Linked DNA regions of Mus musculus: region 1 is linked to region 2. Evidence: chromatin contacts called from public promoter capture Hi-C data. All regions are on one chromosome and are shown on one strand. Each heading gives the region's core, a stretch centred on a gene start, on an enhancer-like site or on the middle of the called end of the contact. The rest is flanking DNA. Distances are from core to core; before and after follow the strand shown. Region 1 holds the start of Aqp8 (aquaporin 8). Region 2 holds the start of Chp2 (calcineurin-like EF hand protein 2).

Region 1 (3,915 bases), core at 1,188-3,687, 1.2 Mb after region 2:
TGTCTCCATCCACACAGTCAGGCCAGAGCTCTCAGCCTAGCAGAATCCTGAAACTCAACGGTTACAGTAGTGATGGGCTCATAGCAGCTATTTAAACATTTGTGAGACAAAGAGGAAGGAACATTGCATCTTCCTGCCTCCCTTTCTCCCTCCCTCCCTCCTTCCCTATCTCTCTCAGTCTCTCCTGTCCTTCTGATAGTCTCTTCAAAGCTAATGGATATAGTTGAGTTTATAGCCTTTTCTTCCACTAAGTGGCAAAGTGTGTGTGTAACAGAAAATTGACCACTTTAACTATTGCGAGTGTACAGCTTAGTGGTGTTAATTATCCTCAGCTGCTTGTTATCTATCTCTAACACTCATCTCTAGAATGTCTTCATCTCCCCAACCAAAAAAAAAAAAATCACTCTACTTCAGGCTTTGGAAACCACTAACCAAACTAACAAACAGACAAATAAACAATTTGTTTATTTATCTATTTATCTATCTATTTAGAGAGAGAGAGAGAGAGAGAGAGTGTGTGTGTGTGTGTGTGTGTGTGTGTGTGTGTGTAGCTCAGAGGACAGCTTGCAGAGGTTGGTTTTCTCCTTCTACCACATAGTTAGGTCCTGAGGATAGAATTCAGTTATTAAGCTTGGGGAAAAACTACTTTTACCCACTAGGCCACACTGCACAGTCTCCCTCCCCCCTGCCCTGTTCCTACTTTTTTTTTTAAGATAAGATCTCATATAGCCAGGTTGGCATCAACCTTTCTGTGTAACTAAGGGTGACCTTTCTGTGTAGCTAAGATGCCCCCTCCTGCACTCACCTCCCCCGTGTCGGCATTACAGGTGTGCACCACCACGTCAGGTTCTGTGGGGTGCTTAGGAGAGGATCAAACCTAGGGTTCAGAGTGCAAAACACGCATCCCACCAACTAAGCCCCTCCTGACCCCATCCCTCCTTTTGTATTTACAAACCCGACTGTCCCGGTCCCTTATGTAAGTTGATTTACGTTGTCCTTTTGTCCCGGTCCCTTATATAACTTGATTTACATTGTCCTTTTGTCCCGGTCCCTTATATAACTTGATTTACATTGTCCTTTTGTGACATTTCACTGTTATTATGATCTTAGGCTTTGTCATCGTGAAAAAGTGCTTTTTCTTCTGCGGCATGCTGTAAAGATTGGACCCTCCTCATGGAGTGTTCTCCAGGTGAACCTGAGGCAATGTATGCAAGGCTCTTAGCCAGCTGCTGGCACTGTAACATCCGAGTGTGCATTCTAAGGTTGGTGGACGTTAATACATATGAACTCTTGCCCGTGGGTGTCTATATGGGTATTACAGGTCTGTGGGGAAGGGGAACTGGTATAGCTCATGGGGTGTCCCCCCCCCCCCGCTGTAAGTTTTATAGCTTTGAAGGGAAAGGTTTCCTGGCAGTTGGGAGCCAAGGGATACCACAAAGCCATTCTGCATGACAAATTTCATACAAGAGATTTATTAGAAGGGAAAAACCCAGGAGGGTGGCTACCTCTGCTCAGACAAGAAGCGGCAGAGAACTGAGCAGAAGACAGGCTTTATTTTGGGCTTAGGGGTAGGGGAACAGAACTTTCCAGGGTAGAACTTTCCAGGGTGGGGATTAGTGGGACTTCAAATCCTGATCTTGGGCTTTTTACTCTGTAGGGCGGAGCTGGGCCACCTGAGTGGTGATTATAGCAGTTGGAGATCCTCAGGGGCAGGGCCTGGCCACTCGCACGCCATGAGGGGCTTACACATATATTCTGAGTTCATGGACTCTGGCATTTTTGTACTGTATCTGGAGCTACCTTGAGTCCTTTTCATTTCTTCACTCATTGAAGCCCTGTAAGGATGCCATGCCATTAGCTCAGTCGCTGTCATTTGCCGATGAAACAGTGAAAGTGACTCGAGCTCAGTGGCACTCAATTGCGTGGTTAGCTCTTGGCTTGTACAAGCTGAGCTGGGGTGTCAGTGCAGGCAGTGTGAGCAGAGGGGTGCATCTCACTGGTGGTTCCCTGGCTTTGGGTAGGTAAGCCCGTAGGTCCTACTCCTACTCATCCCCAGGTTTCCAAAGTCCACCAGCTTTACCATACACAACAGTGCCATATTGTCCCTACTGCCTTAGGCAGCCAGCAGCCATCATCAGCTCACACACTCGCTGGGTCAGGTGATCAGGGTATTTGTGGAAAAGGTCCTGGGTGGGAAAGAGACCCACGAGGATGGTGGAATGTCAATGGTAGCGGAGCTGGCTGTTACTGAGTGTGCAGTGTCTCCTGCTGGGACCTTCCTCAGGCCTGAGCACTCATGCACATGATACAAGCTAACCACGCCTTTCCTGTTGCTGGCACTAAGCCCAGCAATCATTGATCCCACGTGGCCCTTGCCCTGTTGAGATTAGAAAAAAAAAGTTGACTCTTCTGGGCCACCTCCCATTCGGGCTTTATTGCTTTCTGGACACCTTTGGTGAATGTCCCCAGTCCTTTAAAAGCGCAGAGTCCGCTAGACTCTACCTCCAGTCTGTGACCTAGAGATAAGTGAGTACAATCTAGGGCAGCCGGCGAAGCTCCTGGTAGCTCTGGCTCGGATCTTCTTGAGCAGATGTCTGGGGAGGTGAGTCTGTTGCCTGGGCAAGGGCACTAAGGATTTGGTCAAGGCTGGGGGTGGGGGCTTTTGTCTTGGGGCCTCTGCCACCCATGTTTCCTGTCTTTTTTTCCCCCTACGGCAGACACCAATGTGTAGTATGGACCTACCTGAGGTCAAGGTGAAGACCAGCATGGCTGGCAGATGCCGTGTGTTCTGGTATGAGCAATACGTACAACCATGTATAGTGGAACTTGTGGGCTCCGCTCTCTTCATCTTCATCGGATGTCTATCGGTCATTGAGAATAGTCCGAATACTGGGCTCCTGCAGCCTGCCTTGGCTCATGGGCTGGCCTTGGGGCTCATCATTGCTACCTTGGGGAACATCAGGTGAGACCAGACCTCATCATTAGCTTAGTGCCAATCTGGGGAATTCTTGGGCACCCACTTATGGTCTTACAAACGTGGGGGTGGGTCATCTAGCTCTGCAGTCTGTGAAGACTATTAAATAGGAGTCATACTGTTACTACATGTTAAAGTTAGCTTCGAGCCAACATATACCCATTGCTAGCTATTGCCTCTGCTCTATACTGAGCATGATTCAGATATTTGATTCTAGTGACAAACTTAAGAAATAGGTTCTGTTATTTCCCGTTTTATATTTGCAAAAGAGAAAAGTCCACATCACTGAGATGAGGTATTTGCTACCAGGTGGTGGAGCCAGGAGTCAAATTCAAGCTGTCTGGCTTAGTGTCCAAAGCCGAGGGATTGTCTTGGGGAGATGGGATCGTGGGGTGCTCAGTATTCACTACTGTTGCTGCTACTCTTTGGGAGTGAATTGGAAAAAGCAAAGCGCCGGGTTTTTGTCCACTGCGATGCACAGAAAGTGCAGGGGCTTCAACCTGACAAGAGTGTTTTGTTTTGTTTTGTTTTTTAGAGGCAGAAAAATGACCATCCCTTGGTTTTTTATCTGGGTAGGAGCCCAGTAGAATGGGTTGATGGGAGGTGGGCTGTTTCCCAGAAGAGCCAGCTGTAATGGTAGACATTCCGATTGGGTCATCTGACAGGGGGACTGGGATAGGGCTGTTCTCTATCTCACTCGAAATCAGATCTGAGTGAGGACATTGAGTTACTGCCCTCTGGGAAGAAACAATGGACAGTTTATTATCTCTTTAAATGGGTGGGTGGGGGTGCAGGAGTTCTGGGCAGGGTGAAAGGCACATGACCTTCTATCTAGGTAGGCCTGGTGGCTTCCTGGCTGGGCAACCAAGGCGAGCCTCTGAGCTTGTGTTTAGCTGTGTGATGCAGAAGAGGGCAGCATCAGCTTCAGTGAAGCCCGGAGT
Region 2 (3,945 bases), core at 1,134-3,633:
CTGTCTTTGCCTCTGTCTGCTAGAATTAAAGGCACGGGATACCATATGCCACCTAAATTTTAGTCTTTATTCTTTTTAATGTTTTTACATGTGGGTGTTTTGCCTGCATGTATGTCTGTGTACCACAAGCATGCCTGGATCCCCCAAGGCCAGAAGAAGGCATTGGGTCCCCGATGCCTAAAGCTACAAACAGCTGTGAACTATCATTTGGGTGCTGGGAACTGAACATGGGTCCTCTGAAAGAGCAGGTGTTCTATACTGCTGAGTCATCTCTTCAGCCCTAAGCTTTTTTTCCTTTATTAATGACTGTGGTGTTCCCATATAGCTATAGGAAATAGGGCAGCGTGCTTTTCAGCAGTTCACAATACACGACAGTGTGAAGTCTAGCAAGGACTCACAGTGCACATAGCAAAGCCCCAGGTGCAGGGACAGGCCTTGCTACTGTCTTTAGTATTTTTTTTTAAATATAATCTTAATTAGAATTGATGTCCATTGAAACTTGTGCTGATTTTGAACAGTGTACTATATGATGACTAACAAGTTGTTATTTTAGAAAATTCGAGACGACAAAAAAGGAAGCGGAAGAAAGAAGTGCTGGGGCAATCATTTGTGATAAAGAAATACTGTAGAATTATTTGTTTGTTCTCTGCAGTATTTTATAGATGCAACAAGGGTCCAGTTAGTCATTATCTATGTTTCTCACACTAGAGATCAAGTAATAAGTAAGATGCTTTGAAACATTCAATGTATGCAATACTGTTACTGTTGAAATCTGTCAAGCGTGCAAAGAAGTAAAAAACCGACTCTGTTGTTCTGTCGGTACCGTTGTTCTGTTGGTTCGGCTGTTCTGTTGGTAGCGCTGTTCTGTTGGTACTGTTGCATGAGACGCTGCCTTTTGCATTTGTTTGCCTCTCACTGCGTGTGACATCCTGCATCCAGCTTGCCTCACACTCTTCTTTCACTAATCACAGAAATGGAGGAGGAGGCTTCATTATTAATATCATCCTAATAGATAATAAACGGACCCAAGGTAGAAGGGTTAAAGGGCACCCCTGCCTGTGTTCATGTGGGACAATGTTAGCAGGGGGCTGTCTAGGTATCAGCACAGTGCCCCATCCTACGCCTGAGGGTACCCTACCACGGATGTTGTTGTTCAAAACAAACATCGAGGAGAATCAATCTGGAATTCGGCCTCGATTCTTCTAAAAATACTTTATTGAATGTCACTAAATTCCTGTCCACAGTTCAGGTTGTGTTCAGTTTGCTCTTATAGGGCCCCTAAAATTGCAAATTCTCCGAGTTGAGTTCTAGCATACTGGTTCTGGGTGTTACATGGACTATATGATCTAGATAGACATCGGTTCTTCATGACCTGCCCGTGCTTCTCCATTTCTGTCTCAGCACATCCTCTTCAGATGCTTATGTTCTGATAGAATGCTGTGTGAATGTGCCAACTGTGAGGTGACTGTTTAGGATTTTAAGCCAGGTCACAGACTTCAGCTTGTTGGTGTTGGGAACTGGTGAGAAGCCTAAGAGGTTACACACCTGTTGTCACATTGGGAGAGTGAACATGGGTTGTTTGGGCACTGTGGCAAATAGCCTCTCGTTCAAGATATCAAAATGTCTAGGAATTTCCCCAGCCCACTGCAATGTGTCAAACCCTGTGGAAAATAGCCTCTTGTTCGAGATATCAAAATGTCTAGGAATTTCCCCAGCCCACTGCAATGTGTCAAACCCAGGGCCTTGGGCTTGTATGGCAGGTGATGCCATCCCACTCAGTCGCAAAGTTAGCCCCAGAATTTCTGATTTCTCAGAGAATCCATGAGTCTGGATTTTGGATAAATCTTAACACATTTGTTTGTTTTGAGAAACAAGGAAGCCTAGGTTGGCTTAGGACACATGTAGCTCAGAGTAGCCACCCACTCATGGCTAATTTCCTGCGTCAACCTCCTCAGTGCTGGTGTCCGGAGGCTTCGTGAATCTTAAGAATTAGTTCAGCCACAGGATAATCCCACATAGACAAAACATCGTGGCCTTATGTAGAATAAGGAGAGCGTAATTGGGATTCCCGTCTATGCTGTACCACTTAGTGGAGCCCGGACTTCCCCATCCCCATCCCTCCTGCCCAGGGAGCCGTCCCTGCTCCCTGCCCCCTGCCCCCTCTTCTGCTCCCCAGAAGAAAATCTTCATCCTGCCCAGTAGGATTTAAACTGAGTGAGCAGCACTGGCTGAGCGGATCTGGGAGGTCCTGTGGAGGAGGTGGGTTTGTGTCTAGGGAGTGTTGGGAGAAAACTGGCTCACACAGGCGTGAGGAAGGCGGGGCCCTGGCATCGCTGCCCAGCCTCTGGCGACCTCAATCTCCAGGCTGAAACGACCAGTTGTTTTCAGCCTTCCCCTCTGACCTGCTACTCCGGGCATTGTTTTCTGTTCTCCCAGAGTTGTAGGTGGCAGGCGAAAAACGCCTAGATTCTGGCTGCTCTCCAGGACCGTGACCTTCGGCTCTGGGGCCACTGGGCAGCCGCGCCTTTTGGACGGGAGGAGAGAGGAAGCAGAGGACTCCTGGTTCCCCTGGCTGCTCGTCTCCTCCTGTGGCTCTGCCATGGGCTCACGAAGCTCTCATATCGCGCTCATTCCAGACGTGGAGCACATTCGCAGAGAGACAGGCTGTGAGTATGGGTGCTGGTAGTGGTGGTGGTCAGCGCAGCCCAGTAGTTCGTGGGCGGGCACAGGAGGAGGTTTAGTGTAGTGTAGTGTTTTGTGTGTGTGTGTGTGTGTGTGTGTGTGTGTGTCACTAGAATGTAGCTTGAGTATTCCAGATCGCAGAGACTTAGAGGGTTTGGAATCTGAGTCTGGGAATTTGCGCCTCTGGAGCTGGGAAACCGAGACCCAGTGTCCGGGTTCGCAAGGTACCTGAGAGCCAAGTTTGAGGCAGTCCGGGTTGATGGACCAGATTCACTCAGGTGTCTTTGAGCTCGGCTGGAGGCTGAAGGCTGAGCTGAGGACAGATGCAGGGGGAGCTATATCCTGGGCTCTGGGAACTTCCTGGGTTCTCCAACCTAGTGTTTTCTGGAGCCAAGCTTTCTCCAGCAGAGTCGACTCCACACACCTGGTCTTGCAAAGGGTAACTCTCTCCCTTTATCCTCGCCCGTGAGCTTCTTCCTTGTGGTTGAAGCTGCGCTGAGGGTGGAGAGATAGAAGACCCTTTTATGTTGGGGGGGGGGGGCGTTAAAGATGAGAATAAGCCCTCTTGTTCCTCGCCCACGCCCCCTGGCCGGGGTTTCTACAGCGCACCCCAAGTCACAAGGGGCCTGGCAATAAAGACCTGTGAGTCCTCTGCGGACTCATCCCCACCTCCTCTCCGCAGTCTCGCAAGCCAGCCTGCTCCGCCTCTACCACCGGTTCCAAGCCCTGGACAGGGATGAAAAGGGCTTCCTAAGGTGAGCAGAACAGATCTTAAGATCTTTTGCCTCTGTTTTTTCTGGCCCCATCCCCTCACTGACACCTCCATCTGCCTCCTTTTTTGCCTTCCTTGCTTTGTCTTCACAGCCGCCTAGACCTCCAGCAGATCGGAGCACTGGCTGTGAATCCACTGGGTGACCGCATTATAGACAGCTTCTTCCCCAACGGGTGAAGTCTCTACTGGCTGACCGGAGGGGAAATGGACGTGGGTGGGAGGTGAGGCTTCAGATGGTGGCAGCTTGGGTGACCATTGACCTTCTCCATCCCTGTCCCTCTAGAAGTCAGAGACTGTATTTCGCAGGCTTTGCCAGGGTCCTGGCTTATTTTCGACCTATAGATGAAGAAGATGCCACACTCCGAGACCCCAAGCAACCTGAACCCCTAAACAGCAGAATGAACAAACTGCGCTGTGAGTGTGTGCGCCCCCCCTCGTCCCCCCCCCCCGTCCCCCCCCCCCCCCCCCCCGTGAGCCTGGTGAGGACTTAT

The links. Capture Hi-C pulls out chosen DNA fragments and counts their contacts.
Region 1: a promoter capture Hi-C map of liver shows a contact between it and region 2, with 2.9 times the contacts expected there. The contact joins the promoter of Aqp8 here to the promoter of Chp2 in region 2. A contact is called at or near these places in 3 of 39 promoter capture datasets (cranial neural crest, frontonasal cranial neural crest and hippocampal neurons) and 2 of 9 other capture datasets (adipose tissue and liver).

Annotation. Positions count from the first base shown.
Region 1 is chr7:123,459,857-123,463,771 of GRCm38.p6, forward strand. It overlaps Aqp8 (aquaporin 8), which reads left to right and starts at 2,438. Exons shown (of 6, transcript NM_001109045.1): 1 at 2,438-2,602; 2 at 2,718-2,962. The coding sequence starts at 2,591.
Region 2 is chr7:122,217,113-122,221,057 of GRCm38.p6, forward strand. It overlaps Chp2 (calcineurin-like EF hand protein 2), which reads left to right and starts at 2,384. Exons shown (of 7, transcript NM_027363.1): 1 at 2,384-2,666; 2 at 3,365-3,437; 3 at 3,547-3,627; 4 at 3,738-3,868. The coding sequence starts at 2,600. It overlaps Gm51496 (a long non-coding RNA gene), which reads right to left. Exons shown (of 2, transcript XR_003946871.1): 2 at 607-961.